2 separate regions of the Pan troglodytes genome follow, and region 1 is linked to region 2. The links are chromatin contacts, called in public Hi-C maps. All regions are on one chromosome and are shown on one strand. Each heading gives the region's core, a stretch centred on a gene start, on an enhancer-like site or on the middle of the called end of the contact. The rest is flanking DNA. Distances are from core to core; before and after follow the strand shown. Region 1 overlaps MAML2 (mastermind like transcriptional coactivator 2). Region 2 overlaps MAML2 (mastermind like transcriptional coactivator 2).

What was found. A called contact is a pair of places that touch in the nucleus more often than the background predicts.
Region 1: a Hi-C map of stem cell-derived neural progenitor cells shows a contact between it and region 2, with 2.6 times the contacts expected there. The contact joins two enhancer-like sites. A contact is called at or near these places in 1 of 7 Hi-C or Micro-C datasets (stem cell-derived neural progenitor cells), 1 of 1 datasets of contacts at active chromatin or transcription factors (stem cell-derived excitatory neurons) and 1 of 1 other capture datasets (stem cell-derived neural stem cells).

Annotation. Positions count from the first base shown.
Region 1 is chr9:98,348,153-98,353,326 of NHGRI_mPanTro3-v2.0_pri, forward strand. The region is part of intron 1 of MAML2 (mastermind like transcriptional coactivator 2); the gene reads right to left. Among named protein-coding and RNA genes, the nearest start is that of MIR1260B, 98 kb to the right of the region's middle. Within about 2 kb of position 1,634, at least 21 of the 24 cell types and tissues checked have an H3K27ac peak or open chromatin away from gene starts, as enhancers often do. A contact at or near this core is called in stem cell-derived neural progenitor cells, where this site is marked.
Region 2 is chr9:98,157,962-98,163,554 of NHGRI_mPanTro3-v2.0_pri, forward strand. The region is part of intron 2 of MAML2 (mastermind like transcriptional coactivator 2); the gene reads right to left. Among named protein-coding and RNA genes, the nearest start is that of MTMR2, 130 kb to the left of the region's middle. Within about 2 kb of position 3,595, at least 4 of the 24 cell types and tissues checked have an H3K27ac peak or open chromatin away from gene starts, as enhancers often do. A contact at or near this core is called in stem cell-derived neural progenitor cells, where this site is marked.

The sequences.
Region 1 (5,174 bases), core at 384-2,883, 190 kb after region 2:
GAATTTAAGTCCTCCACTTCCTGCTGGGATCTCATAAAACGATGCAAACCAATGGGCCCTTGGTTTGTTTAAGGTTAGACTTGTGGAAGTTTTTGAAATTCTAGTTTTGCTCTGTTCAATCATTTTAGAAAATATCTAAGTATCATTCTGGTTTGAATTAGTTTGTTTGGTCTATTTTTGAACATATTTTGCTTCAGTTACAACATTAATATTTGGGTTTTATTCAGTTCAGGGTTCAGCAAATTAGCAAAATTACAGCTTTGGGTTATGGTTACTTGTTATATATCTTTGCATGAGAGCCCATGCAAGTGTGATTAGAGCAGAAAGCTAAGGTTCATCACAACCATGGCCACTAGAGCTTTCTATGATCCAAGGAAGTTAATTCACTTTTTTACTTTGTTTCTCAAGAGGATTCAACAATGCAAGCACCAAACCAAGTGGATGCCCCTCTTTCTGTTGCTTGGTTTAAAATTAAAACCCTTGATGAGTAAAGTGATTTATTTCATATTATATTTATGAAAAGGTAGAGCAGTCTCAATGTTTTGAGTATTCCTGAAACTGTTTACTTAATTATACAATGAGAAACAAGACAGGAAAAAACTTCATAAAAATCACTAGGGATTTTTAAAAAATGCCCATGTACTCTTATTTTGCAATGGCTCTGGTTGTGAAATCATCAGACTGAAAAATACTGGAGGAGTGGTGAGGGTGGATTTTAGTGACAAGATTTCCTTAAGGCTGTAAATAAACCAAATTCACTAAGAGAAACAGAGATGGCAGTTTTCATCATAAAAGGGGGAAAACATTTTCCAGTTGAATTATAGGTACAGCACAAAACAGTTGTTCCGTTTTTAAAAACTTTAGTTTCTGCAGGCTGAAACAGAGCATTTCATTTGGCTCAGTTCATGAAAGCCATCTGCACCTGCTCACGAAACAGCTTAAAGAGAAAAAAAAAAGTGTGCACCAAGGATTTTAACTTACACAGACAATAAGGGATAGACTCTGGCACTCAAGCACTGAAAAAGCAGGAGCATGATAAAGGGGAAAGTATCATAATTTTATGAAGTACCAATAAATAATAACCCCAAATCAGCTTACAGCATCACTTAGGTTTACCTGTGGAAGCTACACTTGCCTGTTCTGGTTGCATGTTTAAAAGTTAAGCAATTAAACTTCAATTATATGGGTTTTTCTTTTATGTAGCCTAGGGTTGAATGCATTACTGGCAGGAAACTTTAGCTCATGAATTCAATCAAAAATCCTTTCATTTGTCAGAACTGCTTCCTGCTGCCTCCTTTAAACATCTGCTTCTCCAGTTCAGGGACACACACACACACACACACACATACACATACACACACACCCCCTCTTTGTTAAAATAATAAGCAATCTACCAACTTCCCTTGCAAAAGTTACATTCTCTCTTACACACACACACACTTGTTCCCAGTAGAGTTTATTTAATGTGTCTTTAATAGCTTCCTTGTTCTTCTCTCTTCCTTTCCGCTTTTAAATTCTGGAAAACCTCAAGCTGACAAAAGAAGACATTTTAAAAATGCGAGGATAAGGCCCGGCCGGCCTCCAGACCAATGAGAAGGAAGCAGAGCAAGGAGGCGGGGGAGGCGGGGTTGGCTGTCGGGAATTGCCTGCACTCCTTAAACGGCAGGCACTTCCTGCTAGAGGAGGCCAGCTCTGAACAAACAGAAATCGGGTGGAAAGCTAGCAGGAGGCGTTGCTCAAGTTCAAAACAATCTGCGCGTGTCCAGGCGCGCGCGGAGCCAGACCCCAGCCGCGCGGCTCAGACCTCGCGAGAGCCATCACCTGAGAAATCCACAGCCTTTTCTCATCAGGCTTAGACTGTTTTTCCCACACCTCCAAGAAGGAAGACCCACATGTTAAAACTATGAGAAAAGCTGAAAGTGCCTTCCGAACAGTCATCCTTCTTTTTCTTTTTTTTTTTTTGAGACGGAGTCTCGCTTTGTCGCCCAGGCTGGAGTGCAGGGGCGCGATGTCGTCTCACTGCAAGCTCCGCCTCCCAGGTTCATGCCATTCTCCTGCCTCAGCCTTCCGAGTAGCTGGGACTACAGGCGCACGCCACCACGCCTGGCTAATTTTTTGTATTTTTAGTAGAGAAAGGGTTTCACCGTGTTAGTCAGGATGGTTTGTCGTGATCCGCCCATCTTGGCCTCCCAAAGTGCTGGGATTACTGGCGTGAGCCACCGCGCCCGGCCCAGTCATCCTTCTTTAACCACGACATAGGTACTCAGGTCCGCTGGCCTTCCTCTGCACTGATGGACTTTTCTTTGTGAAACTGATTCAGAGGCGGACCTCAAGTGGCTTATTCCTTCGCCTAAAAATCGTGCTGCTTTTTCCTCTAGTGAAGTCTGGAGTACAAATTAATAAAAACTTGGGGCTGTGCGGCCTAATGGCTCAAACCCTGTTTCAGATGTTTTGAAATATTATTACCCCTTTTGAGAGCCTCAGTGTCTCCCTGGAGGGTAAGACATCTGCCTTAAGGGCACTTACCAAGAAACTACAAACATTTAACTGCACACAACAATGGTATCTTAATAAGACAAGATGCTTAATACAACTGGCTGCCCTATTATGACGTGTAAGAATGTTTTCATATGTAAGCTATGCTTGCAATTCTATAAGTAGATAAGGAAGCTTGTGGTTGTTACACTTCTAATATATGGATAGAAGAGCTTAAACTCTAATGATTAGAAAATTACTGGTATTCTGAAGTGTATTACAATCAATGCATTCATGATATCTACACGTTGTAATTATTCATCCTTAAATTAAAAATGGTTTATATGGTTATAGCCATATATCTATCGATTATTGTTATATTAATAAGAGCTAACATTTCTGAGCACTATGTGCCAATTATAACACAAAGTTCTTTACATGCATTATTTCATTTCACCCCTACGACTCTACAGAACTATGTACATTGAAGAAACAGAGGTTTGTATCATTCATTTGCTATAGGCCAGGGAGTGAGTTAACAAAGCTGTGACTTGAACCCAGCACCTGGACTCTCAGAGCAATCACACACTATTCAACCATCCACCCATTCATCCATCTGTCCGTCTGTCTGTCTATCCATGCATCCAATCACCCACACACCCATGCCATCCAACATGAAATGTGTATTATTTGGAAAGACACAGTCATAAGATGTGCACAAAATACTTAAAAAAAGGATCTATTTTGTCCACCTGAAACAAAAGGAACATGCTGTATCTTAAAATGTCAGATGTTAGATGTGAGATTATACATCCATACTGAACTGTAGAAACAATTAATAATACAAGCAAAACCAAAAAAGCCAATGCAACTGATATCAACAAGAAATTCAATGCTCCTTTGACATACAAAATATAATACTCAGTGTATCTCTCAAAAGACAATTTTTCTTTGAATTTTCCAAATAATTTGCAAAAATTAATTCAGGGAGCCTTCAGGAAAGTGCCTTCCGAACAGTCATCCTTCTTTTTTTTTTTTTTTCCAAAACAAAACATGCTTAGCATGCACACTTTTACCATTTTTTTCGAGTGGAAAGTTTATTGGCAATATTAAATTTCACCCTAGATAGGATATGAGAATGTTTTGACAAATCACAATTTATAGTATATTAATGCCATGTGAGAATTTTGTTTCCCAATAAGAGCTCACGTGGAACTTGGTCATTAAACCTTAAAGAAACCTTTCTCACATATCTATAGGCCTCAAATTGAAATTATCTATAAATGAATTTGTAGATTTCTTTTTAGTTTAATTCCTGAGTATACAGGGCAAAAGCTTATATCCTTTATATAAACTTCTGCTTTGGTCTAAAAGTGATATATCTTCACGTTGAGGTTTCATCTGAAATGCACTAAGTTGGCTGACTTAACTTCAATATGAATTTGTATGGCTATAAAATTGTGCCCTAACTCAAGCTATTTCTATGTTCACCTGAATCACAGCCATACCTAATTTTTTTTTTTTTTTTAGACAGAGTCTCACTCTGTTGCCCAGGCTGGAGTGCAGCAGTGCGATCTCGGCTCACTGCAACCTCTGCCTCCAGGGTTCAAGCAATTCTCCTGCCTCAGCCTCCTGAGTAGCTGGGATTACAGGTGTGCACCACCACATCTGGCTAATTTTTGTATTTTTAGTAGAGACGGGGTTTCACCATGTTGGTCAGCCTGATTTCGAACTCCTGACCTCGTGACCCGCCCCCCTCGGCCTCCCAAAGTGCTGGGATTACAGGTGTGAACCACTGTCCCCAGCTGCTTAATTCTTTATATTTCACATTCAACAAAAATGTGGAGGCTTATCATGTGCTAGGTACTATGCTAGGCACTGGGGACACAAAGCAACATGAAACATGGTCCCTATGCTGGAAAGAGTTACAGACTTGTGAAAGAGACCAACAGGTAAATACATCCTAAGAACTGGATAAGTGACAAAAATGAAGCATAGGGACTCATAAGAAAGTTTGTTGAGACTCATAAGAAAGAGTGATTAACTCAGGGAAAGTCATTTCCTCTACAGAGCATATCATTCATCCCTTCAACAGGCATTTTTTGGATTCTGAAGTATAAGGAGGTGTTTATAAGTAGAAAAGACAAAAGAACATCATATGCAAATCCATGAAGTTCTGAAAGGGATTTCATGTTCGGGGTCATGGTTGAACTACATACAAAATGCTATGGAAGCACAAGGCATCAGTCAAGCACAGTGATTGCTTCTGCCTGGGGTGTCAAGTAGGGCATCAGAGAGGAGATGGCATGCGATCTACCTCCTCAACATATCCATAAACTCTCTTTGTAAACTGATAATTCTGAAAGCCATTTTAGGTACAGTACAGATTAAGTGCTCAATCTCTTTAGTATAAAACCAGTGAGAAAACTCCTGCATTGTTTCAGTCAAAGTACGAATGGAGTCAAATGTGTCTGAATTATTTGGTGAGAAACAATGAACTATTCCCACATGCACAGTAGAGACAGTTCAGGCTGCACTTACTGCAGTATCATACCCAGGATTGTAGTTACCCATGTTGACTGTTCAATGTAATATATACAGTTTGAGGTTGGCTCTGAGGAAACCGTTGTGGACACGCACAGCATTTGTCAATTACGAATGGAGAACCACCTCCCTCAGACCAGCAGTTCTCACAGTCC
Region 2 (5,593 bases), core at 2,345-4,844:
TTATTATTCTTTCTTCCTGTATTGCTTGCAAAATGCTACAAACTATCAGAAAGTCAGACCTCTCAGTGGCTTTAGCACCTAGTATTCTTTTCAGTCATATACATTCTTTGCATGTCTGTCAGGAACATATTTGTTAAATGCTTGTTGGGTGAACCAAGGTAGTGACTACAGAAAGTACAGGGAGCCATATTAATCAATATCCGTATGATACATTTAGGAACACATACTAGGAAATTTGAAAATGCATTAAGAACTCTTACCATGAGGCATCTACCACATGGAAATTGTCAGGTCTCCAGTTCTTACTCCTCCAGAAAGGGGACTGTTTTGACTACAGAGAAAATTTGCTATTATTAATGCTTATCAAGCTAAGTTCATACAGAAATAAGTAAGAGAGTCAGGAGCCACTCTCCTCTTTGTCACACTCCTTGGACTTAACGACACCACTCTGCTTCTGCCCAGTTTTTTAGTAAACATGGCCTTCACCATCAACCAACCTTAGTTCCAAACACTTCTCAGGAGAAACCTTAATGATAGGCTGTGGTTCCTTTTTATCCACCAGAACTGTCTTGTCTGATATCACATTGATGCCCTGTGTCAATGCCATTTGGATCTTTCCTGGGTATAGAGTCTTAGACCAATTTTCCATTTTGTGAGTTTCCTTCTGCTCCTAACAAAGAACAGAGAAATGCTCTCCACATTCTGCTTCCAGAGCTGCTCAAGTCTCTCTGAAGATTCAGTACCTAGTCTAGGTTTCTTTTGCTGGGGGTTAGATTCTGAAACATTGAGTTCCCTGGCTTCTTTGCCTAGAATGAAGCCTAGAGCCAGAAACAATCTAAGGCAAAGATCTCAGAAGAAGGTCCCACCTCAGGTGATGAGCCTTGCCTGGACTGAAGTCTAGGGTGAGACTTAAGTGCTGGACTGTCAGCATAGCTTACATTTCACAGAACAAACCAGAACTCCATTCAGCACTCCACTTACTTCATCTGGCAAACATTATGAAGCAGGTACTGTACTAAGTTTGGGGAACAGAAAGTTGGCAAAGACAAGGTGTCTTCCCTTGAGAAATTCAAAGTCATTAATTGTTCATGTAACACAGAATACATTCATGAGTTCATTTTTTTAGAAAAAGGAATATTGATTCTCAAACTCTCATAGAGAAATGTTCACTGCTTCCTCTAGCCTGGAGTCCTAAAATGTCTGACTCAATGAAGAAAAATGCCAACTGCCACTAGAGCCTACTCAAATGAAAACTCTGTAGCAGAATGATCTTGATTATCTCAGAAATCCCTGACAGAAATGGAAGCAATATAAATAAACATAAAAGAAAATAGAGGTACTGTAACACAACTATAAATTGCTCTTCTCCCCGACTTTCTTCCAATCATCCAGGGCAAAAGAAGGAAGTTGGTCTTTGTGGCAGAGAATAGACCAGCAGCTGTTCTCTATCCTGCCAAGAGGGGAGAGACTTATTATAAACAATAGCCAACAATATGTCCTTTGGGTCGGGAAACTCAGCCAATTTGGAGGGGGCCAGTCTGGAGGAGAGAAGGAGGGTTAATGGGATGGGGGGGGGTGACCAACATAACAGAGGATGAATTAGGAGAAAACACTATCAAATTTTCCTGTGTACTTATGTTTCTATTACCTCATTAGGGTGATTACATAATGTGACTCCATTTATAAACTAAGAGGGAAGGAAGGGGCGACATTCTCCTTAGCGGTGGCTGATGTGAGACATTAACATACCAATAAGTCATGTGGGCAAACAGTTAACATGTTTGGGAACATCTTTCCTTTCTCTCTTCATCTGTTTGGTATTTTGTCTGCTCCTTCCCTCCTTTTAGCCATATATGTGTATCTGTGACTCAGAAATGGAAATGGAGCTGACAACTTGGGTGCCATCATTTTGAGAGCTCTTCATGTAAGAAATATATGGAGTTTGTTTTACTGTTTTATATTCCATTGGGAGAAAGAAAATGAACAATCTTACTTACATGTATTACTATACATGGGTCCCTTGCCCCTTCCTCTCTGCAAAATCCCCAGAGGAGTTCTTAGCCAGGTGCAGATTGGAAATTTAAAGGTTCTTATTTCTTAGGACATTTTTCTACATGTGGAGAAATGCCATTCTTTTCACAGACTAACTTGTCAGTGTCCTAATTCTAAGTAGTAACTCTAGACGGGGATATTTTGGGGGAATGCTGTTTATGGATATACTATTAATTTGTGCCTTAACTTTTTAAATAGCTCACTAGGACAGTAAAATTCACTGAGTGATATTTAACAAATGAGGAAAATGGGTTTCAAAAATGTGAAACAACCTGTTCTGATAGTTAGAGAAGGAGGCCAGACTGCGATCCTGTAACAACAGGGGTTATACAGAACATGACTGTAATAAACAATTTCTAAGGGAGGTTGTACAGTTTAAGGAGGGGCTCTTTTATCTATGGGTTCTTCCAATGAGGGAGCAGTGTGGGAGTGTGATGGTGTTAAGTAGGACCAATTCTATTTAAAAGGGTCCCTCAGAGAGAGAAAAAGAAGAATTAACTATTTAGCCTGTATTTGTCTTACATATGGTTTTAATTTGATATACTTACCCTTTGTTCCCATATAACCATATTAACCCTTCCCCATTTTGTTATATTACTTCTGGTTTTAATTTTGGGGGCTTCCAAAGGCATTTTTGCAGTTATCATTTCTCAGAAGATGTGCACTGATTCTGTTTGTTCTTATGATGGCAAACTAAATAAAGAGTTTGAGGATCTGCATTACACATGAACAGGAAGGGATTTCTTTATTCAGATTAGAAAAAAATAAATTTTAAATATTTCCATTGTAGACAGTATATTAGGGAGATTTCACTCTACCTGGGGCCTGGGAAGTAGTATTTACTTAAATTAGCAATCAGTCCATTCATTTAGATCTACTGTTCCATATGTTTTCTGTTCACATTATTTTGGTTACAGTATCTTAACTATCCAGCAGATGGCATCTGCTTCAAAACTCTCCTAACTTCCATTTACATTTCAGGACAAACAGGATACTGATACATTGAAACCTCCCTTAATTGACTTCTACATTTAGTACCTAGAAAAGGTTGCTGGAAATATAATTAAGGGTAGACCATTCATTCCCTTTTTCTTGGTAAGAGTCATACTTCTCTCTTGCCATGCCCATGGCACTACCATGGACGCCTAAGAAAACCTCAATAATTTGAAAGGAAACATAATCAGAATTAAACCCACAAGCTCTCTTTAAAAATCTATTACTTTAATTGCTTTCAGCACTACACAGGAGCTTAGTATTAATGGCAGATTTAGACAAGCAAAGCTAATCTCAAACCTCCTCTAAGAGAGAAAGAGGCAGGGGGAAAAAAAAAGAGCCAGCTACTCCAAGAAGTGAGGGTAAATGAATACACAAAGCTTTATGCATAGTTACCATACAGAGCCTTTTCTCTCTATACTTTGTATGAAAAGATGGGTGTGATTGAATGACTTCTAACGTTTAATGACACCTTTGCTCCAGTGCTTTGTAAAGCTCACACATGAATACACTGATCCATTTCCAGATGATCCTGGGGCCCCCATCCTTTTGTGTCAAGCACAAAGAAAAAGGAGAGAGAGGGAGAGACAGAGACAAAGAAACAGCCCATGTAACCAAGCGCCGAACATGATTTGAACAACCAACTTAGTAAACATCAATCTTAGGCTGTGTTATGTGAAATGGAGTCATACTCCAAAAGAAATTTTGGCTACATTTAAAAGATCACTTTGTCTAAAGAAAATGCCAAGTTGAATTTTCATGTACTAAGTCATCTTTCTACAAGAAGCTGACAAGACAAAAGCAACAAAGTGAAAAGGTAAAAAATGGCTCATTTGAAAAAAAGTAATAGCATTATAACCTTTTTTTTTTAAAAGGGTCTGGTTTCCTTGTTTTATATTATTTGTCAGGGATCAGTGTGGCCATGACAAAAGCAATGGGTTAGAAATCAAAAGACTTGTGTGACTTGCTGTGTTACTTTGTGAATCACTTCACCTCCCTGGAAGGCGGTTTTCATCTATGTAATATAAGGGATGGAACCAAATTACTTTTGGGTTCACCTTCAGCTCATGTTTGTTCTAACAGGGCATCCCTGCCCCCACAGGGCAGGCTCTCAGCACTCATTTGTGAGTGTGAGTCATAAGAAAGGATGGTGGAGCTTGGATAGTGGTGGGGTCTGGAGCTAGTTTGCCCAAACTGAGCCATTGGAAAGGATTCTAAAATTCTGAAGCATTTTAGAATCCTTTGGGTCACATGTTCTCTCTTTTAGTTTTATGGCTATTTTCTGAGGAAAAAAAAAAAAAAAAAGCCCAGGTTGGGAATCCAAAGTCTTTGACATGAATCTCTTTTGTTCTAACTTTTAGCTCAAAATAAAGTGCATTTGACCATTCAATTCTTTATGTATAGCATCATGCACATTCATGAATCTCTTTAAATCTGGAATTTAAAAATGCCTGACATCTCCTGCCACAGCCGCTGTTAATATACACAATAGATTCTTCAGAAATGCAAGGTTAGAACATTTGAAGCATGAGAATACTGATTTACATGGAAGCTGAGAGTATACAGTATCAATAAAATGTACTTTTGACATCTTGGCTTCCAGAGAAATACACTTTCTTTGTTCATTCACAAGTCTACTCTATTTCCACCTCAGATTTAATTATCTTCCCAGTTCTCATTTGCGTATGTGTAGGCTACCATTCACAATACACCAAGCCCTACGTGTGGGAGGCACAAATCTTTTCATTCAAAAAATAATAATGTGGACAAGCCATTTTGACTGCAAAGTAAGTGCTTTAGACAAAGGCAAGAGGATGTTAATTGTATTCTAAGAATACCAATGTCCTTGAAATGAAATTTGTTGTTTGGTGTATTGATCTACATCAGTAGTGTAGACTTTCAATGATCTAGTTTCACCTTCTGAGTTTGCTGATTAAAGAAATGAAGCCCGAGAAGTACAAAAGGTTTGCCCCTAAATCACCCAGATCTACAGTAGCAGAAGTAGGACAAGAACTTGGGGTTTTCTTTTTTGTTTATAACGTACACACTAGAATCAGTTATACATCCATGACTGCCATGGATGCCAGGATCTCACTACTGCTGTGCATCCTTTCTGTTTCTCTGACTCTCAAATTTATTCTCTTTGAAGTGAGCTCTCCAGAAGCCATTTCGTTCCTGATTTGGAGTTGATATCCCCTGCATGCCTCTCTCACATCCTTTTAACTTCTCCTAAATGCAACTTAAGCCAAAATAACGTCATTTATCCATCCCTCCATCTCTTCAATGTCTGTCCATTTATCTATCCATCTATTCATTCACACATCCAGGCATCTATCCATTTCTCCATCCAAAAACAAACAACCTCAGAGTGTCGAGTCCTAATCTAGACCTGGTAACCAAAATAAAATAGTATTGTTCCTCAAAAAGCTCCTAATAGAGCTGAGTTTGCTCCTGAATAATCTTTTTAAAAAGTATGCCAGTTTTATAGTTTTTCTTAACAATTATTTTTAAAAGATTCACATTATTACAACAAATGTTTCACTTTCCT